Regions from separate parts of the Gossypium hirsutum genome. Here region 1 is linked to region 2. A link is a contact called in public Hi-C data. All regions are on one chromosome and are shown on one strand. The core of a region is the stretch at or near the end of the contact, and the rest is flanking DNA. Distances in the headings are between cores, read along the strand shown.

Evidence for each region. A called contact is a pair of places that touch in the nucleus more often than the background predicts.
Region 1: a contact with region 2 is called in a Hi-C map of leaf, with 2.2 times the contacts expected there. The contact joins the enhancer-like site here to the promoter of LOC107946670 in region 2. A contact is called at or near these places in 16 of 34 Hi-C or Micro-C datasets (anther, callus, hypocotyl and 2 more).

The regions. Positions count from the first base shown.
Region 1 is chrA08:47,165,522-47,171,721 of Gossypium_hirsutum_v2.1, reverse strand. LOC107904758 (a long non-coding RNA gene) reads right to left here. Exons shown (of 4, transcript XR_001686329.2): 4 at 2,877-3,480. Among protein-coding and RNA genes, the nearest start is that of LOC107904758, 5.9 kb to the right of the region's middle. Within about 2 kb of position 3,656, at least 1 of the 9 cell types and tissues checked has an H3K27ac peak or open chromatin away from gene starts, as enhancers often do. A contact at or near this core is called in leaf, where this site is marked.
Region 2 is chrA08:46,967,484-46,974,153 of Gossypium_hirsutum_v2.1, reverse strand. LOC107946670 (cytochrome c oxidase subunit 6b-2) reads right to left here and starts at 1,274. Exons shown (of 4, transcript XM_016881094.2): 1 at 1,130-1,274. The coding sequence starts at 1,141. It overlaps LOC107946677 (a long non-coding RNA gene), which reads right to left. Exons shown (of 3, transcript XR_005899742.1): 1 at 6,477-6,670; 2 at 2,433-6,279; 3 at 1,848-2,170.

The sequences.
Region 1 (6,200 bases), core at 2,407-4,906, 200 kb before region 2:
TGTATATGTGGAGGAAGTGTTCTGTATGACGTTTATCTCCTATCATCTGGTAGCTTGGCTACATATTATCTTATATGTGTCATAATGGCACGATATGGTGTGTAGGGATGGGTGGATTTTTTTAACCCCACATAGTGTGATGGGATGACCGGAGCTGGTGTGTAGAGGATGGGGATAGGATTTTGCATATCTATTTCTGTTATCTGAATCTGAATCTGAATCTGAATCTGTATCTGTATCTGTATCTGACTGTGTGTGGGGTTCTGTATGTTTGCATGTCAAATTCTACTAGGTTACACACTGAGTTTATGAAAACTCACATATGTTTGTCTGTTCTGTTCAGGTAATCCACAGACTTAGGCGGATCGGTGCGATAGAGACCTAGCGGTGACCACTCGACCGTAAACTATTTAAAGTTATTAATTTATGGTTTTTATATTAAATTCTAGATTTATTGAGAGTATGTAATTTCTAGGACTCTTTGGACTGTACAGATTTTTAACTGTTGATTTTGCTTTTGTTTGTTTGATAATTTGCATGCTTCGACAAAACGTTTCTGAAAACGACGGTTATTATGCAAACAAAGGTTTTCCAAACTTTACTAGTGGTATTTCAAATAAAAATAACGTTTTCTAAAAACTTCCACTGTAAATTATGTTTTGGCAAATAAATTAACTGGATAACATTTTCTGTAACAATTATATAAATGAATATGGGCTAATAAGCTATAATATTTAACGAAACGTATCCGTTTTCAAAACTCATTCTTTGTGACATCTCCATATTTGACCATAACGTCTAGGCCGGATTTGGGGTCTTACAGAATGAATAAAATTATTCATTCTTCTCTTTTTATAATCATAAAATAATATAAAAATATCTTATAATAATAATTTTAATCCAATGACTAATATTTCATCTCATTTTTCACCAAAATACAAGTGCTCATATTGACCTAACATTTCATAAATTAATAATTATAATAAAGATATTTATCTTTGATCTAATGGCCCGTATTAAATCCTTAATTACTAAGCAAATCCAATGACTCAATTCAATACACATGTCCAAGGATGTTTTGGTAATTTTACTCGAAAGTTATCTCACTTGTAAAATGACAATTTTGCCTTTAAAAATCTTTAATATTTATAATTAAGCCATTCCAAATTTTTGTATAATTACAACTTTGGTCCTTCAACTTTTTCATACTTTTTATTTTTCCTTCAAGTTTTGAATATTTATAATTTGACCCTTTACTTTTCACTTTTTTATAATTTAGTCCATACCTCGAATTAATATGTCTTAACACACTAATTGTTTCAACTTCTTTAAGCATCCATCAACCTTCTCTACTATCATTGACATGCTTTATTTCATTTAATCGAGAAATCCACTATGCACATTTTCAATTTAGTACTACTTATATAGCATAGTGGTTTTAGGGGTGTTAACACAATTTAAAAATTTGGCCCAAAATCGAAGTTCCTGACACTGACTAGAATATGGTCATTACAACTTGAATGCTATTTGAGATTTGGATTATCTTTATGGTTCAATTATCTAACTTACATTTCTTGTTTATATTGAGTTGATGCTTTCTATCTTTTATATTTATCTCCTTAATTCCATAATGTACTAAACGCTTATTGTGGTTAGGTCTTGCCTGAGGTTAATCAGTTAAGTACTCAATCTACAAGATCTGCATATATTTACAATTGTTTGGTTGATTATTGAATTGAGTGTAGCTCTATTGAATTGGATTGACCCTCGTTCAATGTTATGCCTAAGTGAAAATCCGTGAGGACCATAAAGAATAATCAAACATGAAAAAGAAACATTCAGAAGGATCCATACTAAGGAAAGTTGCAACGTTGCCATTAGGAGTGAAGGTCTCCTATGACCAAGATGCTCAATGTACCATTAGGAGTGAAGGTCTCCTATGACTAAGATGCTCAATGTATTTCGGCTTATCTAATTGTATGACAATAAAAGTACAAGCAAAGGCATGAGTACCTTGTCCACTAGAAGGGACTACTTGACAACGAGGCCAATTGGGAACCAGTTGAGGCATTATGATAGTTCTAAGATAAGATATACTAGTCCCATTTTGTATATACCATAAGGGTGTCACTAGAACAGCTAGAAAAGAATGCCACTACTCTCGTACAAAAGCCCATAACTGAGGCATGCACCACTGACCTAAGTTGTACTTATAGGTAAATTTGGGCGTATTTTGACTTATCAGGACTAGCCTAATATTGGAATATTTTCTAGCCCGTCTATTTAAAGCTTAGTGACTCCATAAACACTCTCGTAACTTGTAATTTACTAGGTTATTTGAATTCTAAATATGAAGATGATAAAGAGTCTATATATTTTAATTCATTGATGTAATTTAATTTCTATTATTGATTTAAAGTGGACTCAACTATAAATAAAGGTCTCCCCCAACATCATTTGTGCCATTCATTATTAACTTATTTGATACACTAAGACAATTTACTCTAGCTTTGTTGAGTGCTCTTATTTTTCTTCACTCTTTCGCCTTAGTAGCTTTTTAGCTTCAGTGTCATTGAACATTCTTTAGGATTCTCAAATTAAATGTTCAGTTTGACTCAAGCAATTTGAAGTGAATTCTCAACTTAAGACTGTGCAGTTAGCTCGATTAAAATCAAAACACCTAACACCAATAAGAGGTGGTAGAGTTGTGCACTATTATGATACTTTGAATAACATTGCTAAGGGTTGAGCGAGATTGCAAGGACACATGACCTATGTGCACTCTTAGTTTTTTTTTTTTATCTTTCAATTTTTGTATTTGTTATATGTATTTTGTATTTTAAATAAAAAATAAAACAAAAAATAACAATAGAATAGATAATTATAAAACTTTAAATTAATGGGCCATAAAACCCAAAACAATGAAAATAAAATTGCAAAATTGATAGAACGAGTTCAATAAACGTATCAGGCCCAAACCAAAGACTATCCCAAAACATGATTAATTCCAACATATGAAATATTTTATGGGCTTTGGATTTCAATAATTAAAATCAAGTTTAGTGGGCATATCGTATTCCAAAATAGCACATCAAATATGGATGGAATACTGTATCTACAAAGCAAATCGACTTCTTCTTCTTCTTTAAATCGTTCATATTATCTTGCCGTGGAAATGGAAGTGGAGAAACATTATTACACCTATGGAGGTGTGATGCTTGGGAAATTTCCTCAGCTTCGTGCTTATTGACATTTTGCCTTCTATTTGTGTTCTAAGCATCCTCGTGTTGTTCCATCATCTTCATTCGTCATTGCAACCCTTCAATTTACCCTCTTATTGTATTGAACTCTTGGAAAGTATGATCTCTTTCTCTCGCATTGAACATTGAGTAGGATACACCCAACTGTTTAAAGATCTTTTTTTCTTTTTTAGACTTTATTGAGACCAAACATGGGCTGGGTTCGGATAGATTGTTTTGCCTGTTTGAAACAAAAAAAAATTAAAAGATAAATTCTATAATAAATATTATACATAAGTTTAAAATGGATGAAAAATTAAAAAAAAATCTACTTTATTATGTAAATATTAGTTTAGACCTAGTAAGATAAACATCTTAGCCGATCCATAAATAACCCTACCCAGTCCATGAATAGATTTATAAGGGACCAAGCCACAACGCCCACTCACGAAAGTCCTACGTATTCTTACTTAAGATTAGAAGCAACAATCATTATCAGGTACATTCATTTTGTTCCATGGCCTAAAATTTGTAGCAATTTTCAGTGGGTCAAATTTTTTAGAGAACCTTTTTATTTTACTTTTTTTATTATAAATTGATATTTTTATTTTTATTTACTTTTCTAAATATATAGTTTTAGTCATTTGGCCAACAATTTTTCCAAATTTCGTCAAAAACTCAGCTTATATATATATTTTAAAAATGATGATGATGTCACAGCTTGACTCTTTTATATAGTTGGGCAAATCTATCTTCTTCTTCTTCTTTTATAATTTTAAATGGTAAATTATTGAAATGGTCACTTGATTAAAGTTAAGATTATATTTGGGTTAACCAATATTCAAAAGTTATATATATAATGGTCACCAGTATTATTATATTATTATATTTTTTCACTCATCCATTAATTTTCATTACCCCTTAACAAAATGATAGTATGGTGCATTAACTCAATGGTTAATAATTAATTTAGCCTTTACACTATAACTAAAATATTAAATAAAATTTATTGTATTTAATAATTAAAATATATTAAATTAATTCATATTATTATTTTTAAAATTAAGCGGTTTAAAAATAATATAAGTAAGAAATTAAACTAAAGTATTTGACAAATAATATATTAAAAAATATATGTAATATTAAAGTAATTTTTATATTGTACTAAAATTAATATACATTGATATTAAACCTATACATATAGATCAAAATATAAATCTTAAGCAAATTATAGATTATGGAAATTTAAAGGTGAATATCTTCTCCATAAAAGCATTTTAAAAGTTCAATATTCATAAATGAAAATTTGGCGAAAAAATTATTCCATATATCAATTATGGAATTAAAATTTTATTACTTTTTTTTTCAGAGATAAGGTAAACAAAAATAATAATAAGTAAATGTTAACCTTCATTATTTTAATTAATTTAGTAAAATATACCTATAAGAGTTTTTGTCATCATTATAGGATTCTATCAAAGGCTTTTACTATAATATACTATTATATTAGCTTGTTACCCATGGGATGCATTTTATTTATTTAATATATACACAAAAATTTTAATTACTTAAAATATTAATAAATAATAAAATAATTATCTTATAATTTAATATTATTATTAATAAATTTTAATACAACAAAAAGACATTATAAATATTATTAAATCTTAATTTAAGTATACCAACATATTTAAATATAACTTAATAATAAAAAAGAAATATATATATAAATAACCATATAAATAAAAGGTTAAACTACCAAAATTGTCATTTTTATTTGCCTCGGGTTGCATTTTAGTTATTTTTGTTTGAAATGTTATGTTTTAGTCACTTACGTTATTGTGTTGTAACATTTTAGTCACTGAGTCGTTAATTACCATTAACAGTATAACAGTATGCTTACGTGGCATGTTAAATTATCATTTCAAATGAAAATTTTTGGTTAAATTCTACAATTGGTCACTATATTTTGTTCATTTTGAGCAATTTAAATTTTTTTCTTTTATGTTCTTTTAACTTTCTTTTTTTTTCTTCATTTTCCATTCTCTTTTGCTTCTCCCTCTATTTTCCTCCCTTCTCCATTTCATTTAATGTAGTTTTTCTATGTTTTTCATTTGTTAAAACTAGTTCGCAAACTTGTCTCACTCAAAAAATTAAATTGTTCAAAAAACTAAAAGTATAGGGGACTAGTTTTAACAAATGGAAAACATAGAAAAACTACGTTAAAAGAAATGGAGAATGAAGGAAAATAGATGGAGAAATAGAAAAGAATGGAAAATAAAGAAAAAAAGAAAGAAAGTTAAAAGCACATAAAATAAAAAAGTAAATTGCTTAAAACGAAAAAATACAGGGACCGATTGTATAAATTAACCTAAAATTTTTGTTTAAAATGATGATTTAACGTGCCACATTAGCTTACCGTTACACCATTAAAAATTCAGTGACTAAAATGTTAAAATACGATAACGCAAGTGACTAAAATATTACAATGCGATAACGTAATTAACTAAAATGTAGCCTGAGGTAAACAAAAGTGACTAATAATTTATGATTATTTGCTTTTAAAATTTTAATAATAAGCTATTATTTATTAAATATAAAAGAAATAGGTACAATTTTGAAACAATTTAAAATAATTAAAAAGAAATTTAATTTAATGATCAAAATAAATTTAAATTGCCAATAATTAAAAATATTTATTATTTAAAGTTTTAAAATTACATTAGTTTATTTAACCTTCATATTATATTTAAAAAATATACTTTAAAGTTATAAGAAAAATAAATTAAAATACTGGAACTATGTCATAGAAAAGTTTTTTTTTTCTATATGTACAAAATTTAAAAAATAAATTATTAAAAATTCATTAAATATATATTTATACTAAAAGAATTATCTATTAAATATTTATTTTCATTTTTGTAAAGTAAAAATCTTATTCCATATTCATAATTTTGAAAT
Region 2 (6,670 bases), core at 25-2,524:
AGTTAAAAGTGGACAAACTAGTATTTGATTTTCCTTCTATACATTCCAACATAAAAAAAAAAGATATCAACTATAACTAAAAACACCTTATGTTGACATTGACTTTCTGCTTTTAAATATCTAATTTCTAATTTCCCTTTAGATAATACTTTCAGTGGTATAAATCCACTACAGTCATCCAGTGTTCTTTGACTAATTCAGGATTTATGTTTCTAATGCAATAAATCTTACTACAGTTAAGACTTTTACGGTTAACATATGCTGCCCTAATTAGAAGAATTGGATATCACCAGTGTCTACATTTCTTACGTTTGCAACACATTAATTCATAATGAATAAAAGGTGATGTTTGACTTTGATAATAAGTTAGATTTACTCTATATCTTATCATTCACTGAACAAGGGGCAAAATGGAGGTTTCAAGAGACAGGCTTCTGTATGAAATAAGTAGAGACCATTCAAGTCACCTTTCAAATTATATCCTAGTTTCATATTAAGCGGTGAATTAGTTATTCAAGAAAACTTCACGCCGAATCGCCGGTTTCCTAAAATTATTCCCTCTTCATGATAGATAAAGAGATTCAAGCGGCTAGACTACAATGATCAACAATCTGACATAAAATGTGAAACATAGAAAGACTGTAATATTCTGATTCAATAAACAAATTTTACGAGGAATGCGGAACCTAACGCAATTCTCATCAATGGGGTTTGAGTCCTTGATTTAAACAACCCTTACATTAAGGCACCAAATTTCTAGAGCATTCAGCTTAAAAGTTTATGGGACATACGCATTAAAAGTACCTTCTTTTTTCTTTTTCTTTTTTTTGCCTAAAGCAATAAACTTTCACATTCTTCATATCAAATGACTTCTACAATTCATAGTATTCCACTTCTTGTTCAAGCATTGGCAAGGAATGAGAACATTCACAAATAAAACCTAGAAAATTTATAACAGAGTATTGAAAAATCAAAAGAAGTGACCGATATTAAATTAAATATATTACGAAACAGTGAATAAATTTTTGATCGATCAAGGGAATCGTTAATCAAATTTTGGTTTCTGGAATTTTTTTGGAAAATAGACGGAGAAGCGGGGAAAAAAATAAAGAAAGAAGAAGAAGGTTACCGCGTCTGCCATGACTGATCCGATGAACGAGCAAAGAAGCGAAACCAGATTTTGATCTTTGATGGGCGACTTTAAAATAGGCTTAAAAAACAGTGACCAGTTATTTCTCTCCGGTTCGTTCCATTACCAATAAAAACACGCCACGTTATCAAATAAATACCTATACTGAAATAAATAGGTTAAAATACCTAGAACATCACTGTAATATAAGGACTACATCAAATTAGTTCCTCTATTCTTAAATAGATCAATTTAGTCCCTATACTATTTAAAATAATCAAATAAGTCCAAATTGTAATAAAGTTAACATTTTATGTATAAATATGTCTTAAAAGTATTTTTTACTCAATTGGAATTCAATTCTAAAAACATATTTTATTTATAAAACCATAAAAACTTTAAAAATATTAACTATGTTAAACAATAAATGTTATTTTTTAAATGGTAAATGCTAATTCTATTCCAATTTGGCCTTATTTGATTCTTTTTAATAACACATAGATTAAATTGATCTATTTAATAGTAGAGGGACTAATTTAATTAGATCCCTACAATAGAGAGACCTCTTAGTACAATTTACAGAAATAAATATCTTTGCTAGGTTTGATTTGAGTGTGAAATCCACGCATTGATGTTGATTTAGGTTTCTAATAAATTGAAAAATTAAATACCTAAAAGTTAATATTAAGTTTTTATTATTAAATTTTACAAGTGAATATATATTAAAAAAATTATTTATATATGAATAAAATCACGTATTAAATGTAGTTATGTTTTTTGATAATATAACAGGCCTATTTTACCTAAGGCCCAATAAGACCCAAAATACATCAAAAAAATTACAAAGAAAAACAAAAACAGTCCAATTACAAGGCCCAAATGCCCCAAACCCGAATGGCCCAAAACTTAAAAAAAACTAGCCCAAAATCTTAAAAATTTTCAGAAAAAAAACCCTAGGTGCGGCACACCTAAGTCTACCTAGCCTACCACCGCCACTGTCACACTGCCTCTGCCACCCTTGCTCCACTGCCCCAATTGCACCTGCAGAGAAGCAAAAAAGAAATAATAAGTAGCAATGTAAACAAGTTGCAAGTTGGCTATAAAAAAGCCTCAAGCAAAATGTAACTTTTTTTTATAGAGATTAAATCAAAACACACAATAAATTGAATGCAAAAATACAAAAAGATTCAAAAACAGAATCAATCAAAAGAATACAAAGGTAGCTTTTTATCTTTTTTTTTTTGCTTTTTTATTTTTGTTTTCATTTCAAAAAAGGTAACACATAAAAAAGGAAAAAACATACCCGATTTTAGCCTTTGGAATCGAAAGGTTCCCTTTCTTTTTGGCCATCTCTGGCCATTTTTTTCTAAAAAAGGGACCCCAAATCCGGAATCAGGGGACTGAGAGGAGTAAACAGGTTTTTTTTTTTTAAATTTTTATGGCCATTGCGGATGATGCCACCTTCACCGGTGGTCAGTGGCCAGGGTGGCGACCAATGGCCGGAGCCATGGCCAAAAATGGGGCTGGTTGAGAGAATAGGGGTGAACTTTTTTTGATTTTTTTAAAAAAACAAGGGTGAAATGAATTTTTTTAAAAAAAATTGACTTAAATAGGGGTTTCAAAACGACGTCGTTTTAGCCTATTTTCCCAGACACCAAAACGGAGTCGTTTTAACACAACCTGAGAGCTAGGATCAGCGTTTTTTTTAGCGGAAGGGTTATTTTCGCTTTTTTGACCAATTTCAATTTAATCCTATACTTTGTTTTTCTTTTAATTTTACCCCATAATTTTATTTTTATTTCAATTTGGTCTTCGGACGAATGGTGCCGTTTTAAGGACGCAGAAAAATTCCCCATTTAGTCCATTGTCCCTTACGCGTGTTTTATTTTAGTCCTAATTTTAACCCTTCTTTTTTAAATTTGTCCAATTAAATTTATCTTTTTTCAAATTTTTATTTTTTTAATATTTTTGCTCCTTTATCTTAGTATTTCATTTAGTATTTCATTTAAATATATATATTAATTTCATTCTAGATTCTAATTTATTCCTCGGTAATTTATTTTCAATCTTTTATATTTTTTATTATTTACGTATTTATTTGTTCACTTCCTCTTTTACGATTTATGCCTTTAACTTTATTTTAAATTCCAATTTTATCCTTTATTTTTTTATTTCAATTGTTTATTTTTATTATTTTATTTCTTTAATTATTTCTTTGCCCTTATCTTCTTTTCGTGATGTTCATATTTTCATCGTATTATAGATTTTATTATTGTTATTATTATTGTTATATTTTATTATTTTTCACATTTTTAAATATTTAAACTTAACATTATTTATATCTATTTTACTTATTTATTTATTATTCTATATGCTTTATATACATATTAAAGTTTGTAAAGTTAATATTTTCTTTATAAATATTTGTTGATTCGTGTATTTTCTTACTACTAACATTTACTTATTTATCCATTTGTTTATCATTTGTTTCCTTTATATATATATATATATATAGTTTCATTGTTCAATTCATTTTTTAAACATTTTTATGTTATGTTTGTTTGTTTTATATCATGCATTTCCGTTTTATTGCTTTACTTATTTATCGAGACTTGTTTACCGTTATTGTATTCATCTTTGTAATTATATCATTGTTATTATAATATTTTATTGTATATTGTATATCATTTTAAATATTACATAAATTTTTATCCAAATACGCAAAAAATGAAAATTTCAAAACAATGCAATATTTCACATTTGGGAGATTCGAGAAATCGTACACTAATTTACGGGGTTTCGATTTTCTTGTTTAACTCAAATAACCGAATATTCTTTCAAAATTAAAATGCATAAGATTTCAAATAAAAAATTAAAAGGCAAGCTTATTCTTGAGGTTTAAATGTTGCGTCTTAACTTACGGGATGTGACATTTTGTTATCTCGAGACGAGAGGGTCTTTAATGCTCGTTTCAATTTACTCAAGTATTTTTTTAAATCAATATTAATAAAAAAGGGATCGTATTTTAAATTCTTTCCGAGTTTTCAACTTTCAACATTAAGACATTAATTAATCAATTAGGTACCAATTTTAGACGTTACGAGGGTGCTAATCATTCCTCGCACGTAACCGACTCCCGAACCCGTTTTCTCGAATTTTGTAGATCAAAATCGTTGTTTGAGTAAATCAAAACATTTTATTAAAAAGATTAAATTACGATGTGATCCGATTGCACCTCATAAAAAAAGGATTAGTGACTACTCCCATTTTTCATTTTCATTTTCAAAATAGAAAGTCGACCCTCTTTCAAAAATGGGTTCGACAGACAAAATTAAATTTTGATTTAAAAAAATATTTCTCTTAAATTTAATCTTATTAATATGAGATATATTATTTTATTTTATATAGATAAGGCATATTGCACTTTCAAAAAAAAATGTAATTTTGAATTTTGGAGACAACATTTATAGAAAGGGCAGCCACATATCCCTAAAAAGATTAATATTTATTAATCATAAAACGAATATGAAAGAAACCTTGGTTATACCAAAAATATATAAAATTTTGGATATCTGACTTTTTAATAAATAAAAAATAGATAATTTACTTCAAATATACTTTTTGAAGTAATATCAACTTAACATTTTTAATATTAAGTGATAAATAACAATTTATTTTTTCTGAAATTAGGGTATTCACTGTGAGTCATAGTGACTAATCATTTCACCATGAACTATCTAAAAAGGTAAACGGTTGGCCATAAAATACGTTCTACTCCCATGTGCAGGGATAAAATAACTATCTACATACTTATCTTAATCAACACTTTTTTAAAGAAAATTTTGTAGTAATTAAAAGCCAATAGGAATATCAAATACATTTAAAAAAATTTAATATTAAAAAATTTTGTTTTATTAAGATGAAGATTTTTAGTAATTTATTAAATACACCCTTAATTATAAAAGTTACTTAAATTTTTTAACAAAATATAATATTTATGTGGAGTATTTAAATAAAGCAACTAAATTTCAAATGCTTAAAGAACAAATCCAAAACATATTAGAATTTATTTACAAATACTTTACCACATCATCTATAATTTTATTGTTAAATAAATTTTTGAGAAATATATTTTCAATATAATGATTTTTTTTTCTCTTTCACTCAGATTGTGAATATACATAATCTATTGTTAAAACTATTGTGCACAAATTTTTTTACCATTAAAGTGTAATTTAATATATGGAAATTCTATTATAGAATATGAGTGTGTAAATTATATATTTAGAATATATATATTAATTTAAAACAATATATAATAAATAATGAAATATATAACTTAAAACTAATTAATAATAACATATGAAATATATACAAAATTAAAATAAAAGAATAGATTAAATTGCGAGCGAAATGAAATTTAAACATGTAAATACATCATATTAAGAATACTAAATACATTACACTTGTTTATCATAGTGTAATAGAGTATACATAATAAAATTCAAATGTAAATATTGTAATAAATAAAGTTTTGGTTTAATGGTAAATATTTTATTAATGTAGATAACACAAGTTTAAATCCAATCACATGTAATTTTTTTATTAGATTTTTTAAAAAAATAAAAAGATAAAAATACCCTCGAATAATATAATTTATTTTAATTATAAAAATACATTTTTGTAATAATAATATCCAGAGTGTGTGGGAATGGTTTACCTGGGTTTTCAATCTGGGAACAAATGATCAGTGTCGATTATTTTGCTGTGGGCTTTGGCTTATCTGGTCAAACAGGAACCAGTTGTTATATGAAAGTAAAAACAGAACAAGCAGAGAGATCTCAAGACAAATAATCAGTTATATCTCAGAGTTGCAAGGATTAGAAGAGAAACTACTTATCTCTGATACAGGAAGGGTTTTAGTCATGAAGATCAAAGGATGTGCGTAGTCATTTTTTTTGATGCAGCTTTTGACAAACAACTTTCCAGATCCGCCTCGGGGCTGATAGTTCGAGACATGCGAGGGGATATTTTAGCATCAAAATCGGTCATCCACTCTAATGTTGCTTCACCATTTGCAGCGGAAGCGCATGCAGGAGTACAAGCAGTAAGGTTGGGGATTTTAATGGGTCTTAATGTATGCGATATAACTGGAGATTCAAGAACTATTATCAAAAAATGCCAGAGTACAGACAGAGATAAATCGATTATTGGAGCAATAATAAGAGACATTCAAGATATGAAACATTTCTTTCAAAAACTAAGTTTTCACCACATCCCAAAGACAGAAAACATCTTTGCTCATGTGATTGCAAATGAAGCGTTAAAAGTAAATGAAGGCCATTACCTAGAGGGAGGTGTTCCAGAACATGTTCGACGAACAATGGAAAGGATAAGGCCACGGGCTCCAGACTGATGAAAAGAAATGGTCATTTGGAAACGTGTAGTAGAAGGCTAGAAGATTTTATGAGATTTGAAGGGTTCTGCGTTCAAGAGCTGTGACGTTTCAGTGAAAAGACAAGCCATTAATGGGATACAGCT